Regions from separate parts of the Bombyx mori genome. Here region 2 is linked to region 1. The links are chromatin contacts, called in public Hi-C maps. All regions are on one chromosome and are shown on one strand. Each heading gives the region's core, a stretch centred on a gene start, on an enhancer-like site or on the middle of the called end of the contact. The rest is flanking DNA. Distances are from core to core; before and after follow the strand shown.

Region 1 (3,566 bases), core at 1,020-3,519:
GATTTCGATAACGGTTTTTTCGGGATTTCTGTTGAGCAAAATCTTTTATTCCTTGTAAATACCTTCCGATTACTGATTTCTGAAAAAAGTGTAATGTGCCCGACAAAAATGTTTTGAGAATAAACGTGTGAGAGAAATTGTCGGTCTTTCGGGGGCCCCTGAGAATGGGGGCCCTGGGCACGGGCCCCGTGTGCCCTTATGGTAAAGACGGTATTGGATATAGGTAGGTACCGAGAATTGCCCGGAATCTGTCATTTAGTATACGAAAAATGTTTTAATCTAGGCTATAAATTATTATTGGGCCAAATTTTATCCAAATCTGTTAAGCCATTTTTTCACAATTAAGTAACATAAATCGAAAAATATATTATATAATTTTAGTAACAATATTTATTTATTTATTCTGCTGATATTTATGAGCGATGTTGACTATTTACCATCACGAAGGTCTTATGCTGCTTGTAATAGCAATTGAAAAATATAGATAAATCTAAAAATGATTGCGTATATAGAACAAAACATAAATTGAAAAAAAAAATCACAATGTTTGAAAATTTGCGTTGACATCCGATTTTTAGATCTGATATTGTGATTCATTTTTAGAATGTCTCTAAGCTAGCATGTGTTAGTCAGCAAGCAAACGCTAATTGTGTTTATAAGCACGTGTTGCTAAGTATGCAACTGTCAAACTATCACAATCGTTCGCTTGAAGGTTTCGTGAATCTCGCATAATTATTTCCGTGATGACGCATGACGTGCGGTTAATGTTTAAAGATATGCCTACCGGTTGTAAACACGTTTGGCTTTCTACGCGATTCAGAATTCAAATGTAGCGCGATAAGTAAGTAAATTGTACGTCTAGTTGTGGAAAGATTATATCATGTAAGTAGCGCGAGTCAATAGCTCCGAGATGTAAACAGGAAAGTTACTCACACGCGCGGCGCCGACTTCAGTGTCAGAGGTTCGCGGGCGCCCTTAACCTCTTTCACGGCTTATCTCGCGAGATTTGACTCGTGATTTGTTTGTTTAGTTGATTGTTGACCTGCTGCTATATTTAGACCCGACAGATTGTCCTGTCTAAATTTCAATAGCTCTGCAATTGAAAATTTCCGAAAACGATACTAATTTGTATACCTATCTATACAAAAACCTTCAATCGAAATATAAATAAGTAAATGATATTGGTTTAATGATAATTTGAATGCAGGATGTTACGAGGACGAAGTTTAATGAAATGCAGTAAATGTGGTAAAAGATAATATTTTTATTAACGTATTATTATGTATTTTGTTCACATAAATGTGAAATCTTTTAACGATAAAATATAACAATGCGAACTTATCATGGTTCGATACAACATACAACATTTCTTATACATTATCTACCTATTACTCTTTTAATATCACAAATTAACTTAGATACTAAATTTTTAATTAAAGCTTTCAAGTTTGGACTTACGAGCTAAGATTTATAACCTACGCTGACTGTGAGATCTAATTTATATTTTCACATGAAACACTAAACTTAAGGGTGGGCGGACATAAGGGCGCGAGCGACTCCGAGCGGTGCTGGAACAGATGTGACCGCGGAGCCGGGTCCGCCGGCTCCATCCGGCACCGTAGTCTACCAGGGCCGCCACACAGCCGATGCTTTGGGCAGTGAGGTGTTCATGCTGCAGTCCAATGGAGTTGCTGTCTGTAGAGGCATCGGTGACGCCGGAGGAGATGGGCTCACGTAACCAGACGATGAAGAAACAGTCGAGAGAGCAGGGCTGGGAGGGCTTGCTGGTGGAGTTTCAGTGCCAGCGGCTGCTCGCTGCATTTCGTTCAGTCTGTGCCCGAGGTGGGTCATTAGTTGAGTGCCCAACCTCACGTCCACACCAGGAATTGAAGCCAGACAGCGGGAAACTTCGTTGGCGGCGTGAGTAAATCCAGCTCTGAAGCGATCCACATCCACGGTAGGGTTGAGTGACAAGCGACGCTGGCGTCTCAGCTTGTGAAGATGGCGAACGGTCAGTTCCAAGATATCAGCTTTTTCCAATTTGGCTACATTCTCTCCTTCAGATTGTAGAGCGCTGACCATCAGCTCCTTGAGTTCGTCGAGGCAGCGGTTGATGCGAGCGCGCCTCTTGCGCTCAAGCATCGGTTTCATCACTTTGCGATATTGATAAGTGCGCGAGACTGGCTGCGGACCGTCTTCCGCGACCGAATACGCGATCTCGTATGACATGTTGAATGTATGTGTGTCGTGAGTAAGAGCGTACGTTTGCGAAGAGCGTAGAACGCGGAATGCAGTATGGCGGTCGAGCGGGGGCTTATATAGGGAGTGGAGGGCGCACGATCGTGGGAACGCTGAGAGCCGTCGAGTTCCCACACGCGCCACCTGTGCGGAGCAGCTGCCGCCGGGGCGCGGGGGGACACGCGCCGCGCGTGCGCCTCGTAAACAATCGCCGCCGCGAGCGCACGCCGCGACGCCTCACCTCCCTAATTGACGTACAGATTCGCTTGCTACCGGTCATCTAAGTGTAGCTCAGATCATTCCAGCCACGTCTAGACCTCAAACAGAACTGTGGCTGTTTAAGCAATGATGTACTTACTGTACTTTTGTTGACGAAAAACTGGTTTTATTAACAACGGTGTTCGTTTATCATTTTCGAAATTTATTTCCTATTCTTCGTTAAACATATTAGTAGCCTTTAGCAGTTTTTAAATCGCCATTAATTTATCACCGATTAATTTAATTTATAAATTTATAACTTCACAGTCTGTAAGCAAGGCCAAGGGAAACGACTCCTAATTATGTCGAAAGTAAGTGCCCACTTATTTTATCGTTCCACATGCGTTTATCAATCAACCATTTCTCCATCGAGTTAAGTTTCATTACATCACGCGTGCATTTAATTAAAGTTATATCTAATTAATACTGGGGATTTGTGTACTGTCGCAACATAATATTATCGATCGGTCGGCTTTAGAGAGAGCTGCTTTACAATGGGCCCGCGTCAATTAAACTTCGATCTGGCTACTGTTGGCGTTCATCAATCACGGATTACTCTCCGTAATAATTATTGACAGGCAACAACAGCCGCAGCGCCTTAAATGAGCCGTTGCTTAATGACTTATAGTTCAAATAGTTTTGCAACGGCCTTCTGATTGAGCTTATATTGTATTCAATAAATCAGTTATGTTTGGCTTAGTCGCGAACGTTCCATTTTATTATTTGCATATGACCACCAAAGTGACCACATTAGTCATGTCGTACAACGTCATTTGTCGATCCAGAAACCAATGATCAAATTTTAGCATGGTTATAAAATATTTATACTTATGAAACATATATATTTATGGATTTGACAAAAATGTTGGCAAACAAATATTTGTTAGCTGTATGTCATTTTGATATAATGTTTATTAGAGCACATATTACTTTACCGCTTTATGTAAAAGTCTGAAAAAAATTAAACTTGTATAATTATGTGTTAAGCCAGAAATGCGCTCCATCGTATTTCATTGAAATTCTCTTAACAAGTAGGTACCTACTCACTTCGGTGGCATGGTCTGCTGATG
Region 2 (3,770 bases), core at 572-3,071, 56 kb after region 1:
TTCAAAACTAAATAGAAAAATTTTATGTAAAAAAAAACCGTAGACCGATTATCATTTTCATACAATCGTATATCTTTTAAAGGTCACGCGTGATACCATTCAATGTACACACACCGTGCATTATTCAATATTGAAGAAACTCTTCGCTATTGCATTCCGTAAAGACGTAAACGACGCGCAATAAACACGAAAAAATACAGCTCAACACTTTAAAAATAAGGCTTAAATTACCTTGTCGGTGATGACGAAAAATAAGACATTTACAAAACTTAGTAATAAAGGAGCAGGCTACAGTAATGTGGCACCTTTTGTTATGAACGTTAAGGACTATAATAAATTTTAGGCGTAGCGTGTATCGTAAGCCAGGAAGCGCATTGTTAGGTCACGTTCTCACAGCTCCCCTTTTCTTTGAGGGGGGAATAAATAATTGTAGTTTTTTTTTCTGTCGCATATGGCCAAGGAAGCGTATTTTGTGCGATTCGGTTCCCACGGCTCGCCCCTCGCCTATCGAGGTCAAGAAAAAATACGTGCCAGTATAATAATGTGGGGGTTTCTTTTGTAAAAGCAATGCACGCAACTAGGTTTAAGTATGGACTTGTGAAAAGTGAGGTTGTTGTTGAGACGTTTTTTTTGTTGTTGATGATAATTCGATTTCGCTGCTTGTGGAATGTAATAGATTTAAAATATATATATATATATCATTATATTTAATTCTACGAAAGAAATCAACGTTTATGATTCATTTTCTTAATGCTAATCAACTATTTGTGAAATAGTTCGTTGAAGATTTAGATTTTAATTTTTTCACAGAATTATCAATTACTTAATTTTGGACTAGGTTAATAATACTGTTACATTAATGTAGCTATGTATTTATATTAAAATTAAATAAAAAAAGGATTTACTAAATCTAATCATAACATACTGATCACTATTATAAAAGGTATTCTTTGAAATAGTTATCTGTACTTATTACACAATAATACTCGTATAGGAAAAATATTATAGATGCTTATATGTTTTTTCAAAAGAATTCCAATTACGAAATTTATAATTCTAACAAAAAGGAAGCCCAGAGATACCTATAAAAACCTTTATCGACAAAAAAAGTATTGCACCTTTTCTAAGGCGTTCTATATTTGAAACTGGCCGCGTTCCCACGATCGCTCGCGACAGTTGTGCGCTAACCCCTAGAGTGCCCGCGATAAACAGTTTTTTTTTTCTTTAAGTTGATATTGGTACGTCAAAGGAGGTTTTGATATATTTTATTGGGCTCGTTACCATCTTTACATTCATGAAGTATATTAATCAAAGGAATCGATACTTGTCGTGTAAGTTTTCAGGAACCAGTTTTCGTGAGTTTCAGTTAAGTTAAATTATAAATAAATCTTCAAGAATTTTTTTACATATTTACAGTTAATTGAATACTTAAAAACTTAATGTCTAATCTTGACGTATGTTTGTCTGTGGACTTTAGATAGTTTGTTTACGGTTTACGGAGTCACATCGTAAATTCGAAGAGATAAAAAAAGAACGCAATTCATAAAAATATTTTTTTCACGCGTACTTGTGCTGTGAGTAATCTCACACAGTCAATCAATAAAGGGCATGTGCATAAACGAATTAATCGTGGTAAAAAGCTTCACGTCAATATGGACCGTGTTCCCGTTGCCTTACAGTTGAATCTCGATGACTAGTTTACCTCGCATGAATGTCGTTGTGAAAAGAGCTTTATTTTTGAGAGGATTAGTTTGATTTTCGAATGAAGTAGGTTAAGCGTTGACAGTTGAGAACGCACATTGCGCTTACGCGATCTCGCAGGGCCCTGTTCCCACGATCCACGCGACATATGGCGCGCGTGGTGCACTTACGCGAGACCAACGGTGACGCGTGCACAAAAAATATCGGACTCAACGGATCTATGGGATGACGGTCTCAGATAAACTCATTAGGAAACCGGAGTCTTCGTTTCTTACGTATTGCCGGCATCACTTTCATTAAACGCATTAGTTGTATACAAGTTTAAACAAAAAAAACAATCCTTTCGTTTCATTTTCAATAATTTGGTTTTACTGTACGGCCCGCTGAGTTTCGCGTCAGATCTTCGAAGTGGGTCGCGTTTCCGATCCGGTGGTAGATTCTGCGAAACTAGGGCTAGTGTTAGCAATATTCCCGGCTTGAGTCCCGTGAGCTCACCTACACGTCAAGGAGAAGCTGAAATAGCTTCTCAAGGCTATCAAGGCAAAGGTAGGAAAAAAAAACTGTACGTCAAAACCCGTTTCTTGTTTGAGAATGAATTATGCACGCAATTTGTCGTGTTTATCAGAAATTCTACGATCCGACAACGGCTCATAGCGCGCATTGTAAATTTTAGAATACATCAATAGATTTAAGTTGAAGAGTTAAGTGATTCGAAATTAGAATATTTCGTGTGTAGTATGTTTTTTAGCGCATGGGGCAGGTGGCGCGAGCAACTGTCGTCGTTCCCACGGCCCGCGGCCGGCTGCCTACGTCTCGTCTCCTCGCGAGACCGTGTCATGATTGCCAATTAAGATTTTTTTTTTATTGTAATACTAGTAGATTCCTGTGACTCTGATCGTGGTTGAAAAAAAAAAAACAACAAACACGACGATTATTACAAAATTCAAAATTCAAAATCATTTATTTCAACTTAGATGTTAGTATAACACACTTGTTGAATGTCAAAATATAAATAACAATGTTAACTCTACCACATGAAGTGTGAGTGTATTTTTATTGTAACAAAAATATTTTTATAAATCAGTATGAATACTTCTTTAATCTATGCTACAGGTTACTTTTCAATATATATTTTTTGTTATGTAACAGTCGGACTGTTTCCTTTTACTATAGTTAATAACTTGTTCCTTTTTCAAATGATGAGATGTATCTATTAACCGGCCAGTTTTATCATCCACATTCTGTATTAGGACTTCATTATTCCAATACTTTATAGACGGATGAATTGAAATGTAAATTTTTCGTTTAACAGCTCTAATGATGTTGCCAATACTAGTTCTGCCTGGGAACCTTGTCACTTGTTTTTCATGTTATCCATTATGAACACTACCTACGTGCAATTTATTAAATACACCTATGTTATAAAATAAGTTAGCGGATTCAACGTTGGCAGATAAGTTTGTAGGTGCGGGCATGTTGACATTTTGAGACTTTTTTTTGTAAAGTATATACGGTATACATTGCGTTCGAGAAGATTCGATTATGCTTATTGAAAACGAGTACGATAACTCGAAGCTTAATTTAGAAATTCTTGTGAAATTTCGGAATGTTAACTTGTGTGTTGAATTTTAATTTTATTTTCAATGTATCGCTAGTAGGTACCACCAAGTACCACAAAAAACCCTTATTAAATTATTACCGAAAATAATAATTGTCATTGTGAAAAAAAAAAAAAAAATTTGGTAAAAAAAAAAGTATTGTCATGCAGGTATACCGAGACCGACTGCCGTCATTACCATACAGCAGAAGAGTCGCGTGCCGCGCACGCGCTGTCCTTTATTTAAAAACAATTGTTCCACATTTTACAAACATACCACGGTAATGAAATCATCTCTATAAAGCGTTTTTCAATAAATAATGCCACCGTTGTTTGTTCTGACTCACAGTTTTCTGGTGGTAGGACCTCTTGGGAGTCCGCACGGGTAGGTACCACCACCCTGCCTATTTCCGCCGTGAAGCAGTAATGCGTTTCGGTTCGAAGGGTGAGGCAGCCGTTGTAACTATACTGA

What was found. Hi-C and Micro-C count contacts between places; a contact is called where the count stands out from the background.
Region 2: a Hi-C map of posterior silk gland shows a contact between it and region 1, with 1.7 times the contacts expected there. The contact joins the enhancer-like site here to the promoter of E(spl)mbeta in region 1. A contact is called at or near these places in 2 of 7 Hi-C or Micro-C datasets (posterior silk gland and whole pupa).

The regions. Positions count from the first base shown.
Region 1 is chr3:10,071,160-10,074,725 of ASM3026992v2, forward strand. E(spl)mbeta (enhancer of split mbeta) reads right to left here and starts at 2,270. Exons shown (of 1, transcript NM_001170995.1): 1 at 1,246-2,270. The coding sequence starts at 2,229. The coding sequence ends at 1,624. The region is part of intron 1 of LOC100302603 (enhancer of split mbeta-2); the gene reads left to right.
Region 2 is chr3:10,127,685-10,131,454 of ASM3026992v2, forward strand. All of the region lies in intron 1 of LOC100302603 (enhancer of split mbeta-2), which reads left to right. Among protein-coding and RNA genes, the nearest start is that of E(spl)malpha, 12 kb to the right of the region's middle. Within about 2 kb of position 1,822, at least 8 of the 8 cell types and tissues checked have open chromatin away from gene starts, as enhancers often do.